Linked DNA regions of Zea mays: region 2 is linked to region 1. The links are chromatin contacts, called in public Hi-C maps. All regions are on one chromosome and are shown on one strand. Each heading gives the region's core, a stretch centred on a gene start, on an enhancer-like site or on the middle of the called end of the contact. The rest is flanking DNA. Distances are from core to core; before and after follow the strand shown. Region 1 holds the start of LOC100276101. Region 2 holds the start of LOC100273319 (myosin heavy chain-related).

The links. A called contact is a pair of places that touch in the nucleus more often than the background predicts.
Region 2: a Hi-C map of ear shows a contact between it and region 1, with 8 times the contacts expected there. The contact joins the promoter of LOC100273319 here to the promoter of LOC100276101 in region 1. A contact is called at or near these places in 12 of 25 Hi-C or Micro-C datasets (bundle sheath, ear, endosperm and 5 more) and 1 of 3 datasets of contacts at active chromatin or transcription factors (leaf).

Annotation. Positions count from the first base shown.
Region 1 is chr1:194,981,265-194,984,121 of Zm-B73-REFERENCE-NAM-5.0, forward strand. LOC100276101 reads right to left here and starts at 1,396. Exons shown (of 5, transcript NM_001374096.1): 1 at 1,032-1,396; 2 at 321-942. The coding sequence starts at 807.
Region 2 is chr1:195,234,467-195,237,323 of Zm-B73-REFERENCE-NAM-5.0, forward strand. It overlaps LOC100273319 (myosin heavy chain-related), which reads left to right and starts at 1,389. Exons shown (of 14, transcript NM_001147760.1): 1 at 1,389-1,603; 2 at 2,793-2,857. The coding sequence starts at 1,405.

The DNA.
Region 1 (2,857 bases), core at 146-2,645:
AGTGAAAATTGTGGGCATACCAAATTACGCATGCAACTACCATGGACCACTTGTTTCATCATTAAGCCTCTTTACAGTAGGGACCATATAAAATGCTAGCAAGTCGCCATGTTGACTATAATCTATAACAGTAGAATAGCAACAACTGGGCCTTGATAACTAAGAAGTATCCAAGACAAACATGCTAAATTATAGCATCAGACTAGGTACATGCATAATCACACGGCATCACATTACAACCAACTGCATGTGAGAAGCTACAACCAAGCATATAGGAGAACATCCATGATCCATAGTCAGCTGCATGATACATCTTTTACCTGGATCCTTCATGAGCTGCGCGATCATCTTATGAAACACCAGCATCCTCTCGCAGTACTTATCATACAGTGAATCAAACCCACACAGCGGGAAGCCATCGCCAACGCCCGTCTCCAGCCACTCCCTGGGGCTGCCCCCTTCCTCCTCCCCGCTGTCATCCTCGACCTCGGCACACTCCTCCTCAGGGATGAGCACCATGAAGCTGTTCTTCCTGAGCTCCTTGAGCCTCCGCTTCACCTCATTGGTGATGAAATCATCGTCGTCCTCATAGTCCTCCTCCTCCTCTTCTTCAACCACCCCATTGCCCGCGCCTGTACCCTCTGCCGCCGCCTCGGCATTGGTCCTCTCCCCAATGCCCGGCTTCAGCTCCTCCAGGCCCCGGGGGGTCAAACCCCCGGCGCTGTCGTCGTCGGATTCAACTGCCTCTCCCCCACCCCCGGCGCTCTTCTTCCCCTTCGCGAGCTTCTTAATCTTGAAGAAATCCATTAGCACGGTGTTGCCCGAGGCTATGGTAACCCCGAAGGCTCAAACAGACCCTCCCAAAAAGATCCCTCCTTTTTTCTTTTCCTTTTCGCCGATCCTTGATCCCAAAGTTGGCCGAGCAGCTTTGGTTTCCTTTTCCTGCAAACAGCACAGGAATCAGGGAGCGGACGGATAAAAGAAACCCTAAGAAATCGCGGGCTCGCGCCCGTGCTCGGCGGCCGAAATACCTCGAGAGAAGCGGTTACCCAGACGCCTGCAGCGGCTCGAATGCACGAGACCAGCCCAAGATCCGCCGAATCTGAGCCCAAGTCCCTCCGCCCTGGGGAAACCGGTTCACGGCTGCGACGGCGAGGCGGCGGCGGCGACCAGCATCTCCCCTGGATCGTGAGGTTCCCGGAGTGGTCGGCGCTGCGCAGCGCTGCTGGTTTCGTCGTCGCCTGGGACAGGGGGGGGGTCTAAAGACTGGTCAGAGCCGGAGGCGGAGTCGGCTCCTGGGGGCTCGCCGACTCTGGTCCGTTCGCCTCGTCGGTGTTTAAGCGGGCTCGAGGGTTTAAGCGGGGGAGCGACCGCCGCTTTGGGCTGTGGACTGTGGTTAGCGGTGGTGACTGTGGTTAGCGGGTGGTCACTCAGGTATAGAATAGAAGCACGAAGGGCACGAGTTGTGAGGGAAGGGGGGAGTGTGGAGTGCATCGGAGACCGCGTACGACGCGTGTCTCCGTCGCTGGTGTCCCTGCAGTGGGACCCGCTGCATCTGCATGGGTGGCTCTGGGCCGCATCGGAGGTGACGAGGCCCAGATAGACAAACAGAAGGGGCTAATGGAGGCCCGGTAAGCATCGGAGGAAATGAAACCAATATCTCGGTAGTACGAGCCATTGGCAAATGGCAACCAAACTTTCCGACACCGGCCCAGCGACATGTGTGTATTTCGACTAGAAAGTCTGCGTGCAGGGCGGTCGACAAACGTGTTTTATATCCACTATCTTTGGATTGTCATAACAAACATTTTTTCGTTTAAATTGGTGGATTCGAAATACATACATACCGGTACGAGTGATCAAAACATTACAGCTCCTCATATGAAATCATTAAGTTTCCATGCGTTCGCCAAGAATACACAAAGAAAAAATATACTGTATTTTTTTTGAAAGGTGGATGCACAATAATAAGGGGTTAGCTGTAGGTTAGCTGTATATAGCACTGCGTGAATAAGTTGCATGTGGCATGGGCAGTCCGTGACTCCGTGGCATATCTGCCATAGTACAATCTCCCACATCGGCAGCGTTAGAGCGTTAGATTAGGTCTAGTTCCGTTTGTTTCAACTTTTTTCTGATTCTATGGACTCTTAAACGTCTAATTTTTTACCTGTTTTATAGGATCGTTTTGAAAAAAAAACTATTTAAAATCAATGTAAGCACACAATCGATCGAAATGTCACGATAAAATCTATCACTTCTAAGATTCTAAATCGTACGGACCCTTCATACGTACGTACTTAGATCTGCTATACAGCCAAATTATTCTTACGACTAGATTCTCAGAAAGGCTAGTAAAAAAACTAAAACAAGCATGCCCTAGATTAGATTAGATGAGGGTGGTTTAGAGAGATTTGGAGTACATGATATGCATAGCAGGTCCGGCATAGGTTCCCGTTAAATTTAGACCCAAAAAAAAACTGCATTCCAAACTGTTCTTTAAATGCTAGTCAAAACGGGTAGTTGCCGCAGCATTTGTTTCAAAAGAGAGAGAGTACAAGTCTCTGTATAGTCCTCCACGTTTTTGACCTCAGTTATGGTCTCTCTCACATGTCTTAAAACCACGCTTTTGACCACAATTATCAAAGCTTCACTTCATATCCCCATTTCATGTCGCATCTATATTAGATGGTGTTTGGTTCGCATATTTGTAAAATGATGGATAACTGATAATGTTAAATTATATTTATTTAAGTTTAATTGTAATCAAATACCGCACTAGAAAGTATTGGTATATTTAAACTTATTACCGTTGGCACTTAAGCGTGGATTATTACCATAACTATTTACGTTACGTTTT
Region 2 (2,857 bases), core at 139-2,638, 250 kb after region 1:
CACATTTTTATGACCATACTGGCCCGCCAACATAGCTTCTACCGGCTTATAAGCCTTCCTTCTTCAGAGAAAGCAATCGTGGTCAAATGCTCCTGTCGGTGTCAAATTGAGGCAACTTTTTGCACGAGCAGACGTGGGTCCGGTGTGTGCAAAACTAAGGGTGACTGTCACGTGGGCGCCTGTAGTCTGCAATGTGGGCCCAACGTCCGGAGTGTGTGATGGCTTGCACGATAGGATTGGGGGATTTTGTCACATGGGACCGGAGTGCCCCAAGTCAGGAGTTGGTCGACGTCCCGCGTCACAGAATGTGATGGTTTGCCGGACAGCAACGACGGAGGAGCCATTATGGCTTAGTGTGGCATCAGCCATACCTTACTTTTAATAACTCTCATATCTTCTACTATAACAACAAAATAAGACGTGGTGTGGTGGATATTGTGTCTCTAATCTAGTAGCAGGTCTTGAGTTCGATTTATAATTCTTACAGATTTCATTTTTTACTGCCGGACAGGGATGGGGGCAAAACAGGAAATGAAAAAAGGCAGAACGACAGGGTACCCTTACCGCCTTAATAAGTAGTAGAGATATTTTAATTGCTTTATCATCTTTTTAAAGGCCCCTTTTATGTTATCCATGGTGGAGCGATTCAACAAGTTATTGAATTTTTGAAATAATTTTAATTTAATCATCCTTGTACCAGTCTTATATTTCATTCGTCCCAAATTATAATTCGTTTGATTTTTTATATCAAGTTTGATTGACTCGTTTTACTGTTTTATTTATTTTTCGAAAAATAAAAATTTAAAGCTATATTTAAATTATATTATATCTAAATGATATCATAGTAAAAAATAATATTAATTAAAAAATGTTTTGAATAGGATGAGTCGGCTAAATTTAGGGTAAAGGAGTCAATCAAACTATAAATTGATATAAATCGAAACGAAGGAAGTATAATTTATAATCGTACTTTTCTCCACGGAATACATGGAACCGATGGATCGACCGCCCAGGACACCGTCCCCGATCGTCACTGCCACGAAAACAATCACCTCAATGTCGTCGCCGATAACGGCACGCCACCTGACACTGACAGCGTCGAGGGCTCGAGGCGCCCACGGGTCCACGGCACAGTGAATCTATGCCCGTACGCGTACCCAATAGCTTTCCGCCACGTGCGTCCCCGCCCCGTGACCACGTGCCTCCGCCCCAGCGCGGCGTCGTAGAAAAAAAGATCTGCGCCCGAGCGCGAGTCTCCGAACGACAAACACGAGCGCGGGCGCGCACAAGTTCGCCAACCCCCACGCCCCACCCCCCACCCCCCGCGTGCTGCGCGTCGTTGGAACCAAGGATTGGATTAGCCTCGCCGAGGAGGAGGTGGTGGTCGGCGAGGGGCTCGCGGGGATGGGGATCTCGAGGCCCCTTGTGATGGCGATGGCGGTGGCGCTGCTGATCGCCGTCGCCGGTGCGACCGCCGAGGAGCAGGAGCCCCTGCTGGCGGCGGACGCGGTGGCCGGCGCGGTGGAGGCGGCGCTCGGGGAGGTGGAGACCGCGGCGCTCAGGGCCGAGCTGGGGCAACTCCGGGCGAAGATCTCGGCGCTAGGTCAGTGCCCAAGGCTTGAATCCACGGGGCGCGCTTGAATTTTTACACTCGGGATGTTTTGGCTTGGGACGGGTTGGTGGTGGGATCGTCGAGTCTGTGCCGCGCGGCTAGGTTAATTCGTGTTTTGTTTCACTGGATTGACGCCGCCCCGGCGAGCTCCGGACTTTAGGACTGCGACTTCGCGGTGGTTGGTGGGGGTTTAGCGTCTGCTTGCTTCTGGATGGCGACGGTGCGTGCGCGACGGTGCTCGATTCATCGACTTGCTCGGGATGCTGCGGAATTTTATCTGGTTCCCTCTTGCCGATTTCGACCGTGGGATGAAACAGAATTGGATAACTCACTCGTTTTTTTTTTTTTTGGGGGGGGGGGGGGGGGGGGGGGGACTGCTCCTTCTTAGGGAAAAATACAGCAGCGTCCTCTGTTGTTTGTTTACACCGTACCACACCCACCACTACTAGTAGCTTTGTTTCCTGATTGCCGTTTTTACTCTAATTACACGTAAGGTCCCATTTAGAGCAGGTTTAATAATATAGCTAACTGTCCGCTACAACTATAAGGATCTTTGCAGCTTATCTTGTAGCCGATATATAAAGGTTGGCCCTTTACAACTAATATATGGTCCATTTGTCTCTCAATTCTCAAATTTCTTGGTTCCCTTTATAAAGCTGGCTGGTAGTTTGTAGCCCACTTCTACACTCTATCCTCCTCTCTCTTCCATGTCAGTATTTAGCCGGCTTACAATCATCTATTATACTTGCTCTTACTACCACTGTACATTTATACAGTGGGCCATTGTGTAATTGCAGCTCTTGTGCTTCTGCCATGGATGGTGAACCACTGCCATAATTTTTAGGGCCTGCTTCATTGATGTGTACTGAAAATTCCAACCAACTACCCTTCACACAGACCATACTGGCTCGTAATCTTTATTGAATTGAATAGCCTGGGAAAGTCTTATCTATATTAATTGCAGCAAAACAGTAAATTCGTAGTGCTGTGAAGATGCCTGTACTACTGAAGAGTATAAACTCAAACTGTACCACGACATGGAAATAATATCTTCTCATCATGATCTCATTTCTGTCATAAGCTTTACTTTGCCACTTTGTCATTCTATATCTGCCTACCAAGTTAATTCCAATTTCGAGATCCCTCGGGAGCCATCATTATGTTTGTTTTCATGCCACAGAGTCAGACATAGAAGAGCGATCTCAAGAACTGAAGAATAAGGATGATGCCATCATGAACCTGGAG